Regions from separate parts of the Mus musculus genome. Here region 1 is linked to region 2. The links are chromatin contacts, called in public Hi-C maps. All regions are on one chromosome and are shown on one strand. The core of a region is the stretch at or near the end of the contact, and the rest is flanking DNA. Distances in the headings are between cores, read along the strand shown.

What was found. Hi-C and Micro-C count contacts between places; a contact is called where the count stands out from the background.
Region 1: a Hi-C map of group 2 innate lymphoid cells shows a contact between it and region 2, with 2.5 times the contacts expected there. The contact joins two enhancer-like sites. A contact is called at or near these places in 1 of 15 datasets of contacts at CTCF or cohesin (CD8 T cells), 9 of 484 Hi-C or Micro-C datasets (the C10 cell line, CD4 T cells, bone marrow-derived DN3 thymocytes and 5 more) and 2 of 115 datasets of contacts at active chromatin or transcription factors (bone marrow-derived macrophages and microglia).

The regions. Positions count from the first base shown.
Region 1 is chr2:79,237,048-79,242,353 of GRCm38.p6, reverse strand. Gm35813 (a long non-coding RNA gene) reads right to left here. Exons shown (of 4, transcript XR_866504.2): 4 at 4,538-5,306. Among named protein-coding and RNA genes, the nearest start is that of Gm39866, 4.5 kb to the right of the region's middle. Within about 2 kb of position 3,718, at least 2 of the 459 cell types and tissues checked have an H3K27ac peak or open chromatin away from gene starts, as enhancers often do.
Region 2 is chr2:79,170,012-79,175,030 of GRCm38.p6, reverse strand. No RefSeq gene overlaps it. Among named protein-coding and RNA genes, the nearest start is that of Gm35748, 50 kb to the right of the region's middle. Within about 2 kb of position 1,835, at least 27 of the 459 cell types and tissues checked have an H3K27ac peak or open chromatin away from gene starts, as enhancers often do.

The DNA.
Region 1 (5,306 bases), core at 2,469-4,968, 65 kb before region 2:
CAATGACAAAAAGGAATGGACTCTATCTCCTACTTGGATCACGAATCGGCCTCCCTACCATGAAGCTTTCCCAGGAAAAGTGCTGTTCCTCCATCCCTAGAGAAATGACTGACTCCAAGTAGCTCACATTCTTGTGAACTAACCTTTTTTTGTCACAATATAGAGTTTCTCTACATCTCTTGGATACTTCCATTTTGTATTCAAGGCTCTCTTGCCACACTTCTGAGCTCTTTCTCTAACAATGATAAGAACCTGAAAACACTGTAGAGGGGTTGGCCTCCCTGTGCCTTTCAGCCATCTTTTGTCTACTACACCCATCTTGATACTCTGGAAACTAGTTCTGTGGAGCAGATTGCAACTTCCCAAAGGGGAGTTCTGTGGCCACAAAAGTCAGAGGCCAGAATCGTACAGTTACTTTCCTTCCCTATCTATGTAAATAAATTCCATTAACATTTGAAAAGTAAATTACCACAGAGATGCTCAGAAATGCTTGTCCACTGGAACATGCCTGGGGGATGTCTTGTTCTGTCTCCACATTTCTGGCTAGTGTTGGTCAAGGGCAAAGCTGGATAAAATTCCTTCATTTTTATCAGCTGTAAAGCAAGAGAGAGGCTGTGCAGACTTATCCCAGCTGCCTTTCCGAGAAGTCCTTTTGGACAATCAGGACATGCTGAGCAGCAAGCAGGGGCAGGGATAAAAATGGGAATGGGATATCAGAGTACAGTTGGGCCAGTGTTGGCTGTCAAAGCATCATGAGCAAGGACTGAAGTGGGGGAGGGTAGCTCCCAGGGGGGCAGCTAATAAAGCCTGCAGGAGGCTTCCAAAAGGGAACCACTTTCACTGCCCTGGGCCTGGTCCATGTGACCACCTTTTCTCATTTCAGGAAAGTCTTTTGACTGACGCCTCTGTCCTTGTTTCCTTTGTCAGCCCTCCACGTGGCTGCTGGGATATGCATTTGTAAGTGTAAATCAAGTCATGTTACTTTCCTGCTCACACCCATTCGATGCTTTCCCCTTTTATTTAACCTTGGTCACAGGTAAAAGGTTCTGTGCATTTTTACAGCTTTCTTTCTAGTCCTGGCTTTTCTGCATTTCTACACAGACACACACAGACACACACAGACACACACACACACAGACACACACACACACACAGACACACACAGACACACACAGACACACACACACACACAGACACACACAGACACACACACACACACACACACACACACACACACACACACACACACACACAAACACACACACACACACTTTGTTTGCTGCCCAGGCATCTTCTTCCTACCTTTTCTAATGATGCATGCCCAGCACTATGTGGGACCTCAGTGTCAGCCTCCCTGTATAGCAAGGATTCCCAGCTCTAGTGTTCAAATAGGATATCCTGTCACATAGTTTTGTCTTTATTTTATGCTACTTCTACTTAAGTGGCAAAGCGTGAACTGTCCTTGTCTTGGAGTGCTCAGCACTTAAAATAGATTATCTTATTTGACAATTTGTGGAACAAATGAATGGGAGCTATAAAGTTATTGATTAAAAGAGAAGGTGATGTGGTGTTTGTAACAAACATTTGAGTGGCAGAAAAATAAATGAAGATGTCTACCAGGGAACTGTGAGGAGCAAAGACCTCATTGGGGGTTTCTTTTCTCTTCTAAATCTGAGAACGAGACTGAGCCTATTGTTAACAAAGCAAACCAAACGAAAAGACATTGCAAAGCTTCTTTTCAAGTTCTGTTCAAACCTCCAAGGGGTTTGCTATAATGAAGCCTTTGTTCATATCTGTAGCATCTACTCACAGCACTGACCTATGTATGCTGGGATAAGAGATGTTTTCTACATTGGTGCAAACAAGGAATGTCCTACAAAACCTCAGCAATGGGAGACTGAATCTAAAATTATATCGCACATAGAGATGGGCAGAACCCTGAATTGTAAGTGGCAGTGCCTTTCAACTACTAGATTTTGAATTCTAGTATAAAATTCCTCCAAAATGATTCCTTAGAAAACATCTTCAATGACATTAAAATTCATGTCTAGATTATTCATTAATTTACCAGACATTTTGTCTGGGTTCTGCATTGTTTTATACACATTGAACCCAAACTAATTTTCCTTATGTGCACTGGAGTACAGATGATATTGCCAGGCCTTAACACTTAGTTTGATTTTTCTCTTTTTAAAGGTTACTTATCTATCATACTTTGTCTTTGGTTCTAAATATCAAATTAAGGGAGCACGATTTCCAGTAGAAGTTAGATTAAAAACTTGGAACTAATGAAAGGCACCTACTTTTAAGTTAAAGCCTTTTAAGCTGCTAAAAAGTGAATTCAAATTAATACATGAGCTTGTGTTTCAAAAGTTTTGTAGTTGTGGCAAGAGCCTGATGGTAGATGTTTAAGTAAGGTCTGTGCCGTGAAGAATAAGAGTGGTTTATAGAGTAGGAGAAACTGCCCATCTGGTAAAGCACTCGCTTTGCAAGCACAAAAGCCCAAGTTCAACCCCTAGAACCAAAGTAAGAAACCAGGAGTATTGGAGAAGCAGAGGCAAGGAGTTCCCTGGGCGCACGGGCCAGCCAACTCAATTGCTGAATTTCCAGTGATAGACCTTCCCTGTTGGGAGAGAAGGAGAGGGAGAGCAATGACATCTGAGATTATTCTCTGGCTTCCTGGGGGTGGGGGTGGCAGCTCCCTCTTCTTTCCCTCCTCCTTGGGAAGCCACCTGGGCCTGTGATCTGCTCTGGTTTCTTCCCGTGCTCCTGGTTTTCTTGACCTTCCCATCTGGAGTGGGGCTTACCTTCAGCATCTGCATCTGGTTCTTTAGCTCAGGTGTTCAAATGCTCCTGACATTTCTTCTCTTAGCAGCCTTTCCTTTTCCCCAAGGATTGGATCTTGACCCAAATCCATAGTCTGTGAGGAGTTCAAAGGTTCCCCAGAGACTGTCTAGAATATTATACAATGCTAGCTTTTTCTTTTTTTTGTATGCAAACAATCTTCTTCCCTGCAGATTCTCAGGCTAAATCTGAGTGCAGACTCCCTTTTCAAAACACAGAAGGAGCGGGAAGGAATCTGAGCTCTTCAAAAGTCTCTTTGCAAATCTGGTTACCCAAAGTATGAACTGACTTCAAATTTAAATTGAAAAACACACTTACTTTGTTATTCCTAACAGCCCTGGACTAAATAAATAATTAGCACTTGCTACCTGCTCTTTGCAATTGAGTCTATGTTAACTAAGTAGTCTGTGTGACTTAGCAAAGGTCTCATGCTTTGGATTACAACCTTAGGCTCCTGTTTAGCTGGTCCTTACAAGACCACTGCCCTGGCACTGTTCAAAGACTCATGGCTCATGCTCTCCCAGCCTCCTCATCCTCTTAAGCACACTTCATGGTGCTCTCGCAGAATGGAAAACTGTAAGTGAGATATGAAATCTCTTACTAGCTCATGATCTGCTTATAAACAAACAGGGCACATAGAACAAAGAAATAGAACATACTAGTGTTCTTGTTGTAATTCCAGTAGTGTTGTTTTATGAAATTTTAGTTACAGTTCTATGTAAAGTTGAGTGAGTCTGTGTAGTGTGTGTGTGTGTGTGTGTGTGTGTGTGTGTGTGTGTGTGTGTGTGTGTTGTAAAATGCATTTCTATTTAATATACGATTGGAAGTGTTATGTTAGTCACTCCCCTCTTTTGTGGAAGCATGACGGCTTCTCTGCATGGACGCTACCTGCTACTCCAGTGTCACGAGTCTCCTAATTCAACCTTTATAGAGCTCTAATGCCTGGAATAGTGAGCCATACATTTTTATACTGTCAGAGCCAGGAACATCCTTTTGCAAAATTATTGATTTTCTCCTGATTCTATAAAGATGAAACCCACAAGTTGCAATGTTTCTAGAGGCCATAAAAAAGTAGTGCCATGGAAAAGAAAAGAGAAAGTACTATAACATGATTTGTCTGTGGCCACCGCTTTGTTGCAGATGGGTTAAAGAAATGGCTCTTGGATTCTTATCAGAGGCAGATCTAGTAAACTACAAAGTAAACTACAGAGCCTTTCCAAGAAAGCATCAAAGTACAATTTCACCCTTTGGAAGCAGGTTTTTACTCTGTTAGAAGAACAAGCTTAGTTTGGCAAAAACCTAGTTGCACGTTCTGCCAAAGAATAGGTTGGAGGAGGAAAAGAGATTAGAAACTAAATGTTAATTTTAAAATTTAAAATATGCTTATCTGATAACATAAAATTAATTTACATAGTACATTTGGATTTCTGATATTCAAATGTAATAATTTTGATATTTCTACCAGTAAAAAAATAACTTACCAGTAAACCAGTAATTTACATTTTTTATTACTTGACTAATAAAGAGAATGGTTTACATAAACATTTAGATTTTTGATATTCAAGTAAGTATGGCATAGTATTGTTAACAGTCAAGATGCAACATTTATTTAATTGTTTTATATATATATACATATATATATATATATTTGATACATAAATCAACTTTTATACATAAATCAAATATATAAATATATATTAAAATCTATAAAACATTCATTAACATACTCAAAAACATAAATCAAGGGAAAAGAGAAACTTCTGACTGATTGCTGCAGTTCAAAACCCTGACATGGTAGTTCATCTAACAAATGATCATATCCAGGCACTGAACTAATGACCTGCATCGTTGCTCATGATGTAATACCGAGAAAAGCTGATTACACCGTGAGCAGAGGAAGATATTTGTATTTCTCTGGAACGATAAAAAGATTTACCTTTTCAAGTCTCACATATTCTTTTTTTCAGAAGTCAGTCCTCTGAGGGTAAGTGATGACCTCATTAATTTATTCACGCTAACAGCTTTAGAAAAGGGAGGCGAACTACTCACTGAGACTGGCTAGGCGTTTACTTTGGCTAAGGCCAGGCAGGCTTTTAGTACTTGAGGGAAGAGTTCATTGCAACATTGTCAAAAAGATGGTGAAACAGTTTTACCTTTTCCGTAAGTGATAGAACCCGGAACACTGTTCAGATAACCCATGGGTTGCAGGTGTTCACTCAAATACAGCTGCAAAGCAGACTAGTTCAAGTTGAGACATTTGATGTCTGTACACACAGAGAGCATTTGAAGAATGTGTGTGTGTGTGTGTGTGTGTGTGTGTGTGTGTGTGTGTGTGTGTGTGTGTGTGAGAAAATGGACTGTATCTTTCAGGCTTCTATGGTATAAAATTGATGATTATTCAAACTTGACCTAACAAGCATTTTGCATAAAGAGCAGGGCTGGATGGGGGGAGGAAAGGAGAT
Region 2 (5,019 bases), core at 586-3,085:
CTTCCTGTCATCCACACTAACTTGGCCACAGTCACATCCATTACAGATGATTGAAAATGATGACTGAAAGGTAATGAAGGTTTTGTTGGCATCTGACATAAGTCTCTGAAAGATGTCTTTGGATATATAATAATATGTTTATTTTTAACATAATGTTCATGATTTAGGGTTCATGTGTATAGAATGTGACCCACTTTTACTAGAAAGATTAAATTGAAGTCTATAGTTCTGTTTGCTTCACCTCACTTTAGTCTAATTTGTATATTGGTCTTTATAAATGTAAAATGATGTCTTATGTTATCTGGGGAAGCTGAGACTAATCAAAACCCGTGTGTTCTAAAAATCCATATTTATTATTTGAATTACCTATAATTCTGTTTATTTTAACAACGTTTTTCTGCATGTGGTTTGGAATCTCACTGACTACATTGTCCATTTCAAACCCTAACTCATCGCACAGTATTCACAAGAGTGTTTCGTTTAAAAATGCACAAAGGTATCTTATTAAATAATGTCACAAACATGAAGTTCATTATTATGCAAATGCCATCCTTGGAACAGATTTGTTAATTGCAACTCATTTGCATAATTAATGAACTCCCAAATGAATTATGCCTTTGCAGATTTGTGCGGCATTGTTTTAAAATAAATTATAAAATACATGTCAAAGGAAGAGTGCTTTCTGGGTTCCCATAGCATTGTTTGAAAATTAATTACCAAATGCTTGTCAAATTAAAATGAGTTTGTAGTTTTTACAATGTTATTTTTAAATTAATCACAAAATAAAATGTCACTGCATTAAAGTAAACAGCATGTTATCTTTTTCTCAAAGAACACAAAATACAGCTTTTTAACTTCAATTACATCATTTAGTAGAGTGAATATACTGTTTTATTCATTTCATTCCTACACTGTGGTGTCACAAAGTTGGTAGTTGTTAGCATGTTAATGTTTTGGTAAATTGAGATTTAATTTAATTTTATTGTGTAGCTTACTTTATACAGTGGATGATTAATGCATTGCCTGTGAGCTCAGTATGGATTTGTTCATGATAAATTGGAGTTCCAGAAAACATTCAAGGTCACTTAAATATGAAGTATAAACAGTATTTCTAAGATTTATTTAATTGACATTTTGACCGCTGTCAGGTAAAATGATTAAAAAGCACACTGCTCGGATCTCTTTCATTCTTCCTAATACAGCAGGAGGATTCCTTTTGTTGGTGAATAGAAGGCTTTGGGAACTTCACACTAAGTTATTCACTCTGCAAAAACCTTCTGTTCTTAGAAAGGAGCCAGGCTCTTCTCCAATCCCAAAGCCTACAGAAGTCTGTTACTCAGCAGGAAATCGGGACAGAAGCACCAGTCTACCTAAAACATGACTTAGCTAAAATAATGTGAGAACAATAGATTTGGGAAAGAATGAAGTACGACAGGCATTATCATCACATCCTGTACAGTCATGGAGAACACCTAAGAACAAGCTACTCACTCATGGCAGAAAGGTTGTTGTTTTTTTAAGTCCTTTCATCTACTCTTCTCATCCATCGCTCTCCTTAGCCTATAATCTAAACAAAATCAATTGTCTGTGGTTAATAACTGCATTCTCTCAGTTCTTGACCATGGAATGCAAACCCCTGGGGGAAGGCCTTTGTCTGACATGATTAGGACTATGCAAATTGAAACCAACTAGACCATAATTCTTAAGTTAAACGATAAACTATGTTGTCTCTGTTTTCCATTCTGTGGATGGTCGCCTTTTCAGGCTCCTGTGAGCCATTCCTCACTGCCCTTTCAGGAAACTGATAAGCAGAGTGGGCCTGTTTGAAGAGGCAATATGTCTTCTACATGCCTGGTGTGTGAATGAGAGCCCAAGTGTTTCATGCAGATACATAGATATGACCTTTTGTCATTTCCTGTTTTATTCTGGCATAGATAATAGCTCAAAGGCTTAGAACACATTTCCTTTTCACAATCAAATGAGAGTATTGCTTTTGTCTAAGTCTTGGTGCTACACAGACATACTATTTTGCTGTTTAAATCTCATCAGACACTGCAAACTGACCCCCTTCTTTCTGGTTCTATGCGCTGACTTACAAGTAAAAAAACAATATAAGATCCCACGTAGTAAGATTGTTTCTGAAGTAGACATTTTAATGGAGCAGTAAGTACATGCTGAAAGTGTGGGTGAGCTTGCTGTTAGAGGCTGCCCACTACACTGAAGGAACATCTGAGTGAGAGTCTTAGATGTAGCTTGTGTTCTTTAAGGAACTAGGGTCTGTAGAGAGAGCAGTTGCTTATGTTCTGTTCTTTGGAAAAAGTTCATGTTGAGAATGAATGAACAAATCATTGTTTGTTATCCTTGATTCAGTGTAAACTTTGGTTTCAGAAAGGTTTTTAAAAATATTTTCTTGATGTAGTCATCATGGCCACTTTTAAGCTTTATTGATTTCTGTACTTATTCCAGAGACATAGGTAGATAGTGTAGCTAGCCTGGGGAATAAATAAGTATCCAGAGCTCCTTTATTTAAATCAGTAACCTTAAAGAGTTGCCTCCAGTACAGGTTCTGCTCTCTTTTCCTATCTTTATCTTAACCTATTTGATTGACATAATTAATTGTGCATGTTCAAGATATAAAATTGGCTTGATAGATGTAAATATGTTATAATGATAACTATAATTAAATTGATTGATACACTCACCCCTCCATAGTAAACGTGTGGGCATCAGGAGGAAGGATAAGCTACCTAAAGTCTGTTCTAATACCAAAGTTCAAGTAAGTAGTGTAGTAATATCTATCACATATAGCTACAACTGATCAAGAACATCTGATATATGCACATACAATGGAGTATTATTCACCCACAAAAAAGAGGAAATATTGCCCTGGAAAAACCATGTGATGTAAGATAAATCAGGCACACAAAGACAAATAGCACATGGTCTCAGTTATACTGGAAACTAAACAGCCAGTTCATGAACTTGACGTAGAACCCCAGCTGCCAGGGTGTGAATGGTTGGGGAGAGATTGGGATGCTGGTAGAAAGGTATAAGCTTACTCTTACAGAGTGAGTAAGGTCTGGGGTCCACCTTACAGTCATGGTATTCTAAATGAGTTTCAGTGTTAATTTATTCAGAATGTGCTGTGCACTGGCTTTGAGGGGCTCCTTCAGTTTTTCTCTTAAATCCTCTTGAAGGTCATTTCATCTCTTTTAAAGAGGGGTCCTACATTTTTTTGAGGTTTTTATAAAACTAAGTTGTTCTAGTAAAGATCGGAAACCATAAATATCTAAATCTACTTTTTGGTCATTTCCAAAGGGAGTTAGGCTTTTGTAAAACAAATCTCCTTTTGATATAACAATGTCTGAGCATCAGTCTCCTGGCATCTGTTCTATTTATTCAAGCCTGCTTCTTTCTCCTTACATTCAAAGACATTAAATATACGCTAGTCCAAAAGCCGGGTGTGCTATTGCATGCCTTTAATCCCAGCACTTAGGAGGCAGAGGCAGGCGGATTTCTGAGTTCTCGGCCAGCCTGGTCTACAGAGTGAGTTCCAGGACAGCCAGGGCTACACAGAGAAACCCTTTCTCGGAAAAAAACTAAAACAAAACAAAACAAAACAAATATACGCTAGTCCAAAACTGATATGTTGAATATATATTCCAAGCTCCAAGTTGGAAAAGCTTCCATTTCTACTAAAACCAGGGATCAGAGATAACTTTATCATTTGACATACAAAAACTCTTTATTAAGAGATATTTCATAGAAAATAAAATATCTACTATAATAGAAGAACTCTAATATTGTGTCTTTATACAATATTTCACATATTTAAGTGACTAGAGGCTGGGTTTTGGTAAAAGGAATTCTTCTTAATTGTTAAATATTATGTGATCAAAAAAATTCCACTTAGATATTTAATTTTTCTGGAAAAAAAGGAAGTATAAGGGACATTTGTGGCTTTGATTATAAAAGAGGTGTTCATTGTTTTCTGGTTCGTATGAATGCACAGTACCTATCTTTATTTCTGAACATTAACTTGTAACTAAAAGATGCACAGACTTATTGAATATTCATGCATAAAATTTGAGATATTTCTTCCCTAGGGTTCAAGTTGAAGCACATTGTTGATGTATGTCCACTATGACATGATGCGACACTCTTTGTAGTTATTTTTAATTAGAAATAAAATATTAATTCATTCGAGTTTGTGTATAGAATGTGTGTGGAGGAGGAGAGAACTCAGCAAGGTATGTGGTAACAGAATGTTAATTCATCTTTTTTAAAGAGATGCCAATTGAATTTGAAGGGTCAGAAAGTCTGTCTCCGATTGGGATCCAGGAGTAGGAATTCACAGTGGCTGTTACTCATTGGAAAAGCCAAAGGACTTTATCATCTCCTATGCTAGTCCAGAACCGGTGGAATGCTTCTTTTTCTCATGGTTTGAAAAGTGAAAGTGAGCTGGGCAGTGACTGGACACTCCTTTAATCCCAGCACTCAGGGTCAGGGTCAGGGTCAGGGTCAGGGTCAGGGTCAGGGTCAGGGTCAGAGGCAGAGGCAGAGGCAGAGGCAGAGGCAGAGGCAGAGGCAGAGGCAGAGGCAGAGGCAGAGGCAGAGGCAGAGGCAGAGGCAGAGGCAGAGGCAGAGGCAGAGGCAGAGGCAGAGGCAGAGGCAGAGGCAGAGGCAGATCTCTGAGTTAAGAGGGAGTTATATATAGGACGACCAGAGCTACACAGAGAATCCCTGCCTTGGGAAGGGGGGTGGGGGAGGCAGAGAGAGGGTCAGGGAAAGGGGGAGAGAAGGGGAGGGGGAGAGGAGGGGAGGAGAGAGGGAGGGGGAGAGACAGAAAGACAAGACAGAGAGAGACAGAAACATAGAGACAGAGACACAGAAAGAGTCAGAGACACAGAGACAGAGACAGTATGACCCCCCCCCCGAGATTAGGGGCGTTTAAGATTATATTGAGTTTTAGGGGCACAACCCTGACACTTCTCCTCATGTGATTTGGGGTTTGGATCC